4 separate regions of the Mus musculus genome follow, and all the other regions are linked to region 4. The links are chromatin contacts, called in public HiChIP or PLAC-seq maps. All regions are on one chromosome and are shown on one strand. Each heading gives the region's core, a stretch centred on a gene start, on an enhancer-like site or on the middle of the called end of the contact. The rest is flanking DNA. Distances are from core to core; before and after follow the strand shown.

What was found. HiChIP or PLAC-seq counts read pairs in DNA pulled down with a chosen protein or histone mark.
Region 1: an H3K4me3 HiChIP or PLAC-seq map of bone marrow-derived macrophages shows a contact between it and region 4, with 4 times the contacts expected there. The contact joins the enhancer-like site here to the promoter of Ndufv3 in region 4. A contact is called at or near these places in 2 of 39 promoter capture datasets (the 3T3-L1 cell line and cranial neural crest) and 2 of 115 datasets of contacts at active chromatin or transcription factors (bone marrow-derived macrophages and pancreatic cancer cells).
Region 2: a contact with region 4 is called in an H3K27ac HiChIP or PLAC-seq map of T-cell acute lymphoblastic leukemia, with 4 times the contacts expected there. The contact joins the enhancer-like site here to the promoter of Ndufv3 in region 4. A contact is called at or near these places in 2 of 39 promoter capture datasets (cranial neural crest and hippocampal neurons), 1 of 15 datasets of contacts at CTCF or cohesin (embryonic stem cells), 1 of 484 Hi-C or Micro-C datasets (stem cell-derived neural progenitor cells), 11 of 115 datasets of contacts at active chromatin or transcription factors (T-cell acute lymphoblastic leukemia, bone marrow-derived macrophages, embryonic forebrain and 8 more) and 2 of 9 other capture datasets (adipose tissue and liver).
Region 3: a contact with region 4 is called in a FOXA1 HiChIP or PLAC-seq map of pancreatic cancer cells. The contact joins the enhancer-like site here to the promoter of Ndufv3 in region 4. A contact is called at or near these places in 3 of 39 promoter capture datasets (cranial neural crest, embryonic stem cells and maxillary cranial neural crest), 1 of 484 Hi-C or Micro-C datasets (embryonic stem cells), 4 of 115 datasets of contacts at active chromatin or transcription factors (embryonic stem cells, forebrain, large pre-B cells and 1 more) and 2 of 9 other capture datasets (adipose tissue and liver).

Annotation. Positions count from the first base shown.
Region 1 is chr17:31,981,765-31,984,464 of GRCm38.p6, reverse strand. All of the region lies in intron 7 of Hsf2bp (heat shock transcription factor 2 binding protein), which reads left to right. Among named protein-coding and RNA genes, the nearest start is that of Hsf2bp, 51 kb to the left of the region's middle. Within about 2 kb of position 1,419, at least 94 of the 459 cell types and tissues checked have an H3K27ac peak or open chromatin away from gene starts, as enhancers often do. A contact at or near this core is called in pancreatic cancer cells, where this site is marked.
Region 2 is chr17:31,010,387-31,013,086 of GRCm38.p6, reverse strand. Umodl1 (uromodulin-like 1) reads right to left here. Exons shown (of 22, transcript NM_177465.4): 22 at 2,377-2,700. Among named protein-coding and RNA genes, the nearest start is that of Abcg1, 46 kb to the left of the region's middle. Within about 2 kb of position 1,361, at least 34 of the 459 cell types and tissues checked have an H3K27ac peak or open chromatin away from gene starts, as enhancers often do. A contact at or near this core is called in T-cell acute lymphoblastic leukemia and bone marrow-derived macrophages, where this site is marked.
Region 3 is chr17:32,002,076-32,004,775 of GRCm38.p6, reverse strand. All of the region lies in intron 6 of Hsf2bp (heat shock transcription factor 2 binding protein), which reads left to right. Among named protein-coding and RNA genes, the nearest start is that of Hsf2bp, 31 kb to the left of the region's middle. Within about 2 kb of position 1,330, at least 21 of the 459 cell types and tissues checked have an H3K27ac peak or open chromatin away from gene starts, as enhancers often do. A contact at or near this core is called in pancreatic cancer cells, where this site is marked.
Region 4 is chr17:31,518,772-31,521,471 of GRCm38.p6, reverse strand. Ndufv3 (NADH:ubiquinone oxidoreductase core subunit V3) reads right to left here and starts at 1,357. Exons shown (of 4, transcript NM_030087.2): 1 at 1,211-1,357. The coding sequence starts at 1,258. It also overlaps a transcript of Wdr4 not described here.

The DNA.
Region 1 (2,700 bases), core at 170-2,669, 460 kb before region 4:
GAGGTATTTGCTTGCTTATGAAGGACGAATCTAGGCTAAACATTCTCGGAGGCCCTAGCTGTGCTAGTCCAGAGTTTGCCTTGATTCTGTGTCACAGACTCAATGGAATGATTTCTAAGGTATCTTTTCCATGTATGTGTGTGTTGTGTGCGCACGCATGCGTGCAAGACAAAGTTTCTTTTTGTAATAGCCTTGGCTGTCCTGGAACTCACTTTGTAGACTAGGCTTGCCTTAAACTCACAGAAATCTGCCTGCCTCTGCCTTCTGAGTACTGGGATTAAAGGCATTCAACACCATACACCAGCTCTCTAAGGTATCTTAAAGTAGCACTTTGCTCTGGGCTGTTTGACTTTTCAGGATTTCTTGTCCTTAAAGACAGTTCTTGGTTCTTTGAACTTAACAAGCACAGCCCAAACCTTGAGGTCTGTTGCCAGCTTATCTCACTCGATAACTTTAAAGTTATTCCTTCTACAGTCAAACAGAACATGCTAGACTCGACGCTAGACGCTTAACCACTGAGTTATGTACGCGCTGTTTTATGTCGCTCTGATTTTAGTGTTTTAGAATTTAATGTGTTTTAAGGTTTGGTGGTGGTAGTGGTCCTGCTGCTGCTGCTGCACCTAGGGTTCCAGGCATGCTCTGCAAGTCTGCTCCTGAGCCGCTTCCCTAGCCCTGCCCTGAAGTTTAGAAAGCTGAGAATATGTTTTATCATGAAGTGGGGGAACAGGAGCGTGTTGGCTGCCTGGGAAACTGATGCTTGTGCTCAGGACCCGACCTTCTGACCTCAGGCCAGGAAAGAATTTGAAGACTGGCTGCCTGTGCTCTTCTGTCAGTAGGGGATCTGCTTTGTGAGATGTATTCAGTTTTGCTCAGAAATCTCTAGTACTGTTAGAAAGCTCTGAAGCCAGGAGCTTGCTGCCTCTCAGAAATCAGTTTCTGCTTTATCACATAACCCCTGTCATGGAGCTTGATGTCTTTAAAGAGCACAGCCTTAGGCTTACTACATGGAGGTGGCAATCGAAGCTTTCTTACTGGTAAAACGATCTAATGTGTTGAATTCACTTCTCGGATCTGTACAGTGGGAGTCCACCTCAGGCTCTTAGACCTAATACAGTAGGTGTCAGCTCTAGTCTTTATTTCTGATCTAAGGATCTTGTACTTCAAGGGAAGCTTGTTTCCCTTTTTCTTTGCTTGACCTAAGCAGTTGCTTCTGAGTTTTCAAACCCTGTGCTTCCGAGACCAGAACCAGTGGTTGCTGTGCCTATCTCTGGTAAGCTCATCTCATTCCTTCTAAACTTTGCTAGACTTCATTTTCTTTCATTTGTTCATCTACATGGCTGCCTTTTTCCCAGGCTGGGTCCAGATTCTTCACATTCCTCTTCAGCCGCAGAACTGGCACAGAACTCTAGCAAATAGCTGATGAGGACAATGTGTATTGGGGTGGTGACCACATGTTATGCAACCGCTAATGCAGACTAGTGTTAGAATCCCACTGTGGCCGTGGTGCTGCATTCCCTGGATAGACTACGGATGTGCGCGTGGCATTCACACCCATCTTACAACTACTTGGCTTCTCGAGTGATCTGAAGAATGCAAGCTTTACTACCTGTGTCTTCAGCTCAGACTTCCTCCAGAGCTCTAGACTCAGAGCCAGCTCTGTTTGATGAATCCACAGGCACACTGAATAGACGTTCCCATCCAATGTTTACACCAGACTCCCAGTCTTTTCCACACCAGCCCTAACCACAGTCTGCCTAGTCTCAGTGAATCAAAACTTTCCTTCCCAACTTATCAGCCTGTTTAGGCCCCCTCCCCCAGCAACTCTTGATTTCTTTTTATCGGTCACACCAAGATCTAGTCTGTTTGGAGGACTGCTGACTGAGCTTTCAAACATACCTAGCATAGCAGCCGCCCTGTCCTCCCTGTTCTGAGCCACCGTCATCTCATCCCTGCAGGTCCTGTGGCCAGCTTTCAGGACTTGAGTTGGGAGCCAGGAGTAGGAGGGAACAGAGCACTGGCCAGCTTTCTTCCTTGAACCAAGAGCTGAGAGAGAAAAATTTTGTTAAAAATGCTTCTTTGAACTAAAATTGTACTTAAAGAATAAAGCTCAAACAGGACAGAGACTAGCTGAGAGCTGCTTGTTTTGCAGTCTGGTTTTGCTTTCAGCTCGTGATCTGCCTCAGTTTACTGTGTGCTGGGGTTAGAGCTGTGTCAGTTTAACGGAACTTCTTTATCACGCCTGACCTTCAGAATCTGCCGCCCAACGCTTAGAGGACAGGGGATACAGCCTAAGTTTGAATGTCAGTACTAACCTAATAAAGAACTCCTGAAAGTACTTAGTGGAGATGTCCCCTACCTCTGATCATCAGGAAAATGTATTTCTGTGACCTGTGAGTGGAATGAGGAAAAGTCTCCTTGAAAAATGAATAGCCAAGCTGACTCTCCCTGGCTGAGCCCGGTGCTGTTACTCTGTATGTCACCTTGACTGTGCCACTATGTCCACACAGTTGTTAGACATTCTCACACACTTGGGAGGATGTTTGGAGATGACATTAACTTTGCGGTTAGTAGACGGACTGGTGCAGTGAGCTCTGCCCAGTCAGATGGAGGCCTGAGCAGGTCACAAAGACTGGCTGCTTGCGCTGCATTATGGCCCTTTCCTGCCTCACTAGAAATGCTTGTGCTAGGCTGCGAGTCTGA
Region 2 (2,700 bases), core at 112-2,611, 510 kb after region 4:
GCATTGTAAGGAAATCAGTATTCACTTCACAGGTCAGCAGCAGCAGTTTGATCCACTCGCATACACTTCACGGATACACCAGCAGTCCAGTTTGGTAGAGTTGGGTTAACAAACACGAATTAGCAGTGGCAACAGCACTACCTAGCAAAACAGCCAGACCTCAGTCTCTGCCCAAGTCATCAGGAGGGACCAGAGCCAACAGGAATGCCAGGAAAAGTTCTGGCTGAGCGTCTCAGAGAAGTGAAGATCAGAGAAGACATGAGACCAGCAGACATTGTCCAGCTAGCTCTACAGGCCAGCCAAGCTCAGCCTCCATTATAGTCTGTTGGAATCTCTTGATGCTCCCTCCAAACATCACGGGGTCTCCACGGGTCCTCCCTATGTCTTGCCTCAGTACGTGAGTCTGTCTTAGCTGACATCACTCTGCCAATCAGCCTGAGTCCATGGAAGCAACAAGAAACCGCAGCACACCACCAGAAGTTTTTTTTTTTTTTTTTTTTTTTTTTTTTTTTTTTTTTTTTTTTTTTTTTTTTGCTGCATTTCTCTCTATGGAGTCCCGACAAATACAGCTCAATTTTGCAATGTAAGGTGAACCAATACATGTGTGCCGTTAGCAAAGAATCCTTCATCATGTGTCCTCTTACGTGCTTGCTTTAGCAGAACATCCTTTCCTCTGTGTCTGCTTCAGCGAAACATTCCTTCATGTGTTTGCCCCAGCAAAACAAAAAACAACAACAAAAAACCCAAAAAACAACAGCAACAACAACAACAAAAAAAAACACCATCCAACACGACAGAGTTTTCAAAGAACCCTTAAGTTTCCATTTCAGGCTCCAGCCCCAGCTCCTGCCCTGATACCCACATGCCTGCCCAAGGCTCCTGGAGGTGGAAGCTCCTGCTTGCAGCAGCCACGATTTCACTTTGCAGATTAAGTAAGAAGAGTCATTGTGGCCAGGGTTGGATTGGACGCCCCTGGTGCACCTGACAGAAAGATGAAAGAACCCTAGCAATCTTCCCCAACCACCTTTTCCTCCTAAATGGAGAGGGGAGGGGGAAAGAAAGGGACTGTTTTCTCAAAAATGTCTGAGTAAAGCAGATGTTGCTGTGAAGTGGATGTTGCTGCTGCACCTTCCCCACACACGCCATCCTGCACTTCCTGTAAGTCAGAGTGATGAAGAGAACTACAGGGGGCCGACTGACTTTCAAAGCCTAGCGTCACCTCTAAGGCCCTGTGCCTACAGAAAACCTTCAGATTCGTCTTTGCTTAAGGGCAGGAGACTCAAATCCAGCAAAGAAGAGAAGCCAGAGCCCTGTTTGCTTCAAAAACACAAGGGTTCATGTTACCCTGGATCCAGGCTTGGCTCAGCGCGCCATCTAGTGGCAATACTGGAGAGCTGCAGGTTGGATCAGGTAGTGGGTCAGAGCCACCTCCCATCAGAGCACACTTTCATCAGACCTTCATCTCTGTGGGGCCCTCCTCTATCAGACCTTTCCTCCATCACATCTTCCCCCATTAGACCTTCTACCTCCCACAGACCTCTTTTAACAGCCTCTCCACCTCCAACAGGTTTCCTTCTCCAACAGCCCTTCCTCCACCACACCCTCTAGCACAAACAGACCCTCCTCCATCAGACCCGGACCTCAATCCGATTTCTGTTGTGTCTCATTTCACACCCAGACAGATTCTGTGTCAGGAAGATCAGGGCCAAGGTAAGGCCTTCCAGGGGCCCAGGCAGAACCACAGCAGGAAAAGGATGACCACTCTGTGGAACATCTGGACTTCCCAGGTATATTCTGAAACCCACGAGGTCCCCCGTCCCCACCCTGTTCCTCAGGAGGTAGAGGTAGACTTTACAATGGATCAGTTGTTCCATTTGACAGTGGATGGGTTTGGTTCTAATTCTGGTTCCTTGACATACTTTATAAAACTTGCCTAACTGATAAGTTCAGATCCTGAGCTATAAAGTGAGAGTCACCCCCCAGAGGCCATGGTGAGCGCTCTGTGAGGAAATGTCTGCCATCCTCCTCCACCAACAGGAGACATGACTATCTATGGACTGGAGTCTCCAGAACCCTGAAGTTTGTCCTCACAGCTGGCACAGCCTGTCATTGAGACTGTGTGACTGAGGCGAAGTGTGAGAGAGCTGCCTGGTCTTGGGCTCAGTACCTGGGTTTTCTGAGATTTTATTTTTCTCAATAATAGTCAGTGGAAGATGCCAGGCTGATGTCAGAAGAGATAGATGACACAGAGGTGGGGTTGGGGGGTGGGGAGCCCCACCTCAGCATCTCCCTGGAGTGTCTGGCAAAGAATCAGTGCCCAGGGATGGCCTGCTACATGAACTGAACCACACGGGAGGAAGCAACATGGCAAACCACTTCAGTGCCAGGAAAAATTTATTGCTCAAAGGTGGCTAGCCACACAGACTCCCGGTTGTCATTCTTACCCGCAAGAATATGCAAAAAATCGAAAGACTCGTTTCCCCCAGATGATCTGTATAAGTGACAGTCACATTCAACATAAGCAAGCACATTAATTAAATGCTACAACCCTGTTATGCTTTTATATTCCCTAGGGAGAACACTATTGTCTCAGGTGATAACTATGTAACCAATGGCCATCTTTCAAATCAACAAAGTAGAGGACCTGTTAGCATGGTACGCACCTCCCCCACCTCTTCCCTGATTCCTTGTGATAGAGTG
Region 3 (2,700 bases), core at 81-2,580, 480 kb before region 4:
TGGCACCCATGCAGATGTAAGATGCTGCTATTGTACTGTCTCCTACACCCTGTCAGCATTTTGTTATTTATTCCTATGGAGAGTATATGTGTCATCAGTCAGTTGGCCAGCCATTCACCCAGCTGCGTCCCTCCTCTGACTTGGAATACCAGTGAGGTGGCATGTTTTTTGCATGCTCATCCCATTAAGTCTTCTCTGTGAATCACCTGTCTGTATCCTTCTCTGTTTCCTGCTAAGCTGTTTCCACAGTGATGTGCTGGTGTCTGTGTGGGCTCTGGGTGTTGATTCATTGCCTTCTTTTCTTCTGTGGTCTCTATAAGTGTTCATGGACCAATTAATCTCTCCTTCAGCTTCCCAGCAAGCATTGTGTGAGGGCTGCTTCTTTGCTTCCCTTCTTTGGCCTCTATTCTTGTGGGTCTTAGTAAGCACATGTTGGTGGTAGTGATGGTGGACCTGCTGCAGAACCATCAGATTGACTTCCCTTCCCAGCAGCCTTCCAGGATTGTACACAGTCAGCTTCTATCTCCTCCACTGAAGTCCCTTTGCTGTTGACAGTAGTCTGAGTCCACTTAAATAGGGCCTTTGCTATGCTGTGCTGAGATTTTTGGCATGTCTGTGATTCACTTCTCTCCTGGGGCTTTTGCTCTTATCACTTTACCATCAAAGGATACTCACTTTCAGAGTTGTGCCTCAGGGCTAGAGATGGGTCCAGCTTTCTCCCAGCTGGTTTTTAACTGTAAAACTTTCTTTATGGTTCAGTTGTTATGGTGGTTTGAATGAGAATGGCCCCTTGTGCTTGAATGTGTGACCCTAGTTAGTGGAACTGTTTGGGAAGGATTAGGAGGTGTGGCCTCATCTGATGAAATGTGTCACTAGGGGTTGGTTTTGAGATTTTAAAAGTCTACAACTGTCCCAGGTAGCTGTCTCTTTGCCTTGAGTTTGAGTCAGATCACATCCTTCTATTCCACTTGCCACTCACTTTAACTATAGTCCTAGATAATGGTGGGCAGAAATCTTGTTACAGCCTGAGTGCTATGCCTTCAGGTTCCTTCCATCAAATAATTCCATTGATTTTGAATCCAGCCTCTCTCAAGCTCTCAGGACTGGAACAATACAACTAGAGTCTTTGCCAAAATGTAATGTGAGGGGCTTTGTTATGTTACTTTTTTTGGAGAGATGTGAACAAATGTCTGCTCCCCCAGACAGGGCGCTGATTAGCTTAGTGAACCTAAATGTTTTGGGTTGCTTACTGAAACATGGATGAGTCAAAGGCAGCTGCATACCTGAGTTCTGACGCCAGCATGGGTGATGACTCACAGGAGCTGTGTGTCTTCACTTCCCTGGACAACCTGGAGGCAGCGGGCTGATCCTCCAGCAGTTGCCAGTGCTGATGTAACCTTGGGGAGAGGCTCTCCTGAGTTTCAGGAACTTCCCAAGAGTGTGTTTGTTACTTCCTGAGTTTTTCTTCCCCTGCTGTCATGTGACACTAGTATTTCCATTTGACCCTTGATGGAATCAGGCAACCCAAAACTCTTGCTTCATATTAGACATGTGAAATTTTTTAGCCTTTTAAAGGTGATACTCAGTTGAAAAGCATGAGGGAGAAGCAACACACTCATTGGACACACTAAGGCTTTGGCCTAGTTGGTAGAAGACCTGCTTTTAGCACATAGGAGGCCTACCCTGTCACCATACAAATCAGGCATAGAGGCGCATGCCTGCACTTCACACTCTGGATATAGAGGTGGGGAATCAGAACAGAAGTTCAAGGTCACCCTCAGTTATATAGAGTTCAAGGCAGCATAGGCTATACAAGATTCTGTCTCAAAGCAAACAGATAATAAAAATAGCAGCCCTCACTCTGACTATTCCAGACTTGTTGTCTTTAGCCAATAAGAGCTTCCACGAGAAGGGTCTTAAAGCAATCCACATATGGCTGAAAGATATGTCTTCCAGAGAACGAGAAAGACATGATCCAATCACAGAGGTGGGCTGTCTCTTCATGACATGTAGATTCCAGGAATTTGGCTGTGAAGGCCCTGAGGCTCCACCAGGTCAGTACTTCCACTGATTTCCACCCAGGTGCTAACACTGAGGAGGATAAGAAAACAGTAACTTCATGGAGAAGGACTAGGTGGATCTGAAACTCTGAGATGTGTTTCTGCAGTTCACCATTTGTGACTAGAAATGGCCCTGCAGAGCCTGTCCTCCCTCCTACTTTCATCTGACCAACATGCAGTTTGTTCTGAAACCCATCTCATTGAAACACAGTATCTGCCACTTAGGTGCCATTCAGGGAGAGGATGTTCCCTTTGCCAGGATTGCAACCCAGTCCGTACCTGGGGTAGAACATTCAGCTGAGAACCAAGTGGTCACTTGGGAACAGGTCTTTCCAGGAGTCCTATTCCATGTCACCTGTCAGGGGTCTCTTCCCTACAGGTGTGGGGCACGTTAAACTCAGCTATCAGCTACCCTTTTCCATGACTTCTGTCTTAGTGTCTTAGTTAGGGTTTTACTGCTGTGAACAGACACCATGACCAACGCAAGTCTTATAAAAAAAAGCAACATTTAATTGGGGCTGGCTTACAGGTTCAGAGGTTCGTCCATTATCATCAAGGTGGGAGCATGGCAGTATCCAGGCAAGCATGGCACAGGTAGAGCTGAGAGTTCTATGTCTTCATCCAAAGGCTACTAGTGGAA
Region 4 (2,700 bases), core at 108-2,607:
TAACATATGGGAATTATGAATGCTCTGACAAATACCCCAAAAGCTGCAAGAAAAATATACCCCAAGTTCCAGGAAAATCACTATTAGCATCTGGGTAAATGAAAACAACTTTATTTCCCTAATCTTTGCAGAAATTTCCCAAAATAGGCACTTGGAAAGTTTTTATTAAAAATAAAGACTTTGCCAGCTTCGTTATACAAAGCTTCAGGATATCTTGGAGAAGAGCCTGGTTCTATGTTCTGCAGAAACCTGGGGCTCAGGGGTTGGGAGGATGGGAGACAGATGCTTCTGAGAAAAGCTCTTGCTGTCACGTGTCCTGCAAAGCCTCAGTTAGACAGACCTGTGTTGGGGGGAGGGGGGGAGCCTGTGTTAGCATGGGGGAGGGGGGAGGGAAGTGCTGGCCTCTGGATGGCAGCCATCATGCCGGCTGTAACACTCAGGCCTGGATCCTGGATGCAAGGCCCAGTTGGCTCTCAGCCCAAGACTCCTGGGTCTTAATACAGGGCAGCCAGTTTACTCTACTGGCTATTTTGTTACTTTACAAAATACTATGTTTCTTTTTGCAAAATTATCTCCCTACAGTTAGTAAAGTTGCAGAAACACTATCTACTAGTAAATAGGATGTAGATAATTGCTTCAGAAGTGTTACAATTTGAGAAGAATCTTATTGTAATTCAGCCGGCAACCGCTAAGGTATGTGTTAGATCCTAGGATGCTTCATGCTAGGGAGGGGGTTGGGGGGTGGAGCAAAAGAACCGGAAAACTTCTATTTATACTGATGATTCTCCGTGTGTGTACAAATTATGTGTACCGATACACGCTGGAAAAAAATCGCTGGGAGCAATATACCTGAAGGAATAATTAAACAGTGCCCATTTGACGACGGGAGCCCTCTGTCACCTGTATTTTATATTGCTGTGAGCATTTCCTGCTTTGGGGCCAGTTCAATGACAGCTCTTGACAAGCAAGCGCAGGGCCCTAGGTTCCATCCACCGAACCCAACCCAAACAAAACCCAATACTAGTTTTGCAGAGAAAGCCAGGTTTCGTTTTAAAAACAGCCTCAGTGACTCGGTTTCACTCCTGCAGAGAAAACCCTTCTGTCCGGGTCAGGTGAGCACAGGCCCTAGGACCCCTCTCCGCACCGGGCCCACGGGTGCAGTTAAGGGTCAGGCTAAGGGCCCGGTATGTCCCGCCCGTTAGCCCTTTACCTTCAGCGCCCGGATCCGTCCTCCCCGCAGGAGGAGAGAGACCGCCATGGCACAAATGCCAAGAGCGGAGGTCGCACTTAGGTACGTGACCTACTTGTGCACACGCACCACCCCAGGCTCCGCCCCGCGTCCACGTTCACCAATCGCACACCATGGTGGACCCAAGCGTTTGCGCGCGCATTCTGGGAGGGCTCCTTAAGGCCACGCCCCTAACTGAGTCCACCAATTCCGGGTTCGGGAAAGCGTGGGGTCCTCCCCTGGGTAGATCCCGCTGAAAGTCCCGCCCCTCCGATTTGGGCCTGCCCACCTTGCCCTGATCTCGCCCTTAACTCTGGTCTGTAACCTACCAAAATTGCACAGCTAGAATCATGTCCTTTGCGTTTCTGGTTCGACTTGAGAGACTTCTGTGTTTGGTGAGATCTTTGTGAGTTTGTTGTTTCTTGGAGATACAACTCGGTGGTAGTGCGCTTGCCCAGTAGGGGCGTGGTCTTGAACAAACAAACCAGAAGCTGGGCATGGAGGTGCCCACCTACCATACCAGCAGTAGGGCTAGTTCAAAGACAGCCTGCTCTTTTACAGAGTAACTGTAAAGATTGTTTGTAATCAATAGATAAACTTGGGGCTAGAGAGATGGCTCAGCGATTAAGAGCACTGACAGCTCTTCCAGAGGTCATGAGCTCAAATCCCAGCAACCACATAGTGGCTCATAACCCTCTATAGTGAGATCTGATGCCCTCTTCTGGTGTCTGAAAATAGCTACAGTATACTTATATATAACAATTAAGTGTGGGGGGGGGGGAGGAGAAAGAAAAGTACCTGTCATTTGTCCCTATTATACACACACACACACACACACACACACACACACATATATATATATATACTCACACACATGCACACCCAACTTCACCAGTTGAGGACCAAGCCTTTAACACACAAAGCTTTTTGGAGAACCATATCTAAGGCACAGCTGTGTTACAGTATGTGTTATTGGAATTCCTCTTCCCACTGATTGATTGGTGGCCCCTCGCACACGTTTGCCCAGTGCACAGTAAGTATTTCACATAGATGGTTATGTCTATACCTCCAATTTTCCACCAAGGAAAATTCAATGTCAGTGAAAGGATTCAGAACAATGAAATGAATTACTGAGAAGAAAAAAAAATATTAGAGCTGTTAATGCTGTGTCCAGGCTGTCAGGGGGACAATGGCATGACGGGAGCTCCAAGGAGTGTTCAGGCTCCAGAGACAGAGTGCATTGCAGGCCTCTGAAGACTGGAGACAGCCCATGTGAGAGCATCTTCTAGATCTGAGAATGGGAAAGGTTTCTGTGACATGAGATTGCTACGGACACTGTGGGCTGAGAAGAAGCTCGATCTACCACACAAATAATTGTCCTTCTTCACCTACTCTTGTCTCCAGGGGACACTTGCATGCTTTAGAGGTGAGTAAATAATACTGAGGGGAACGGGTACCACCTGTCCTTTGTG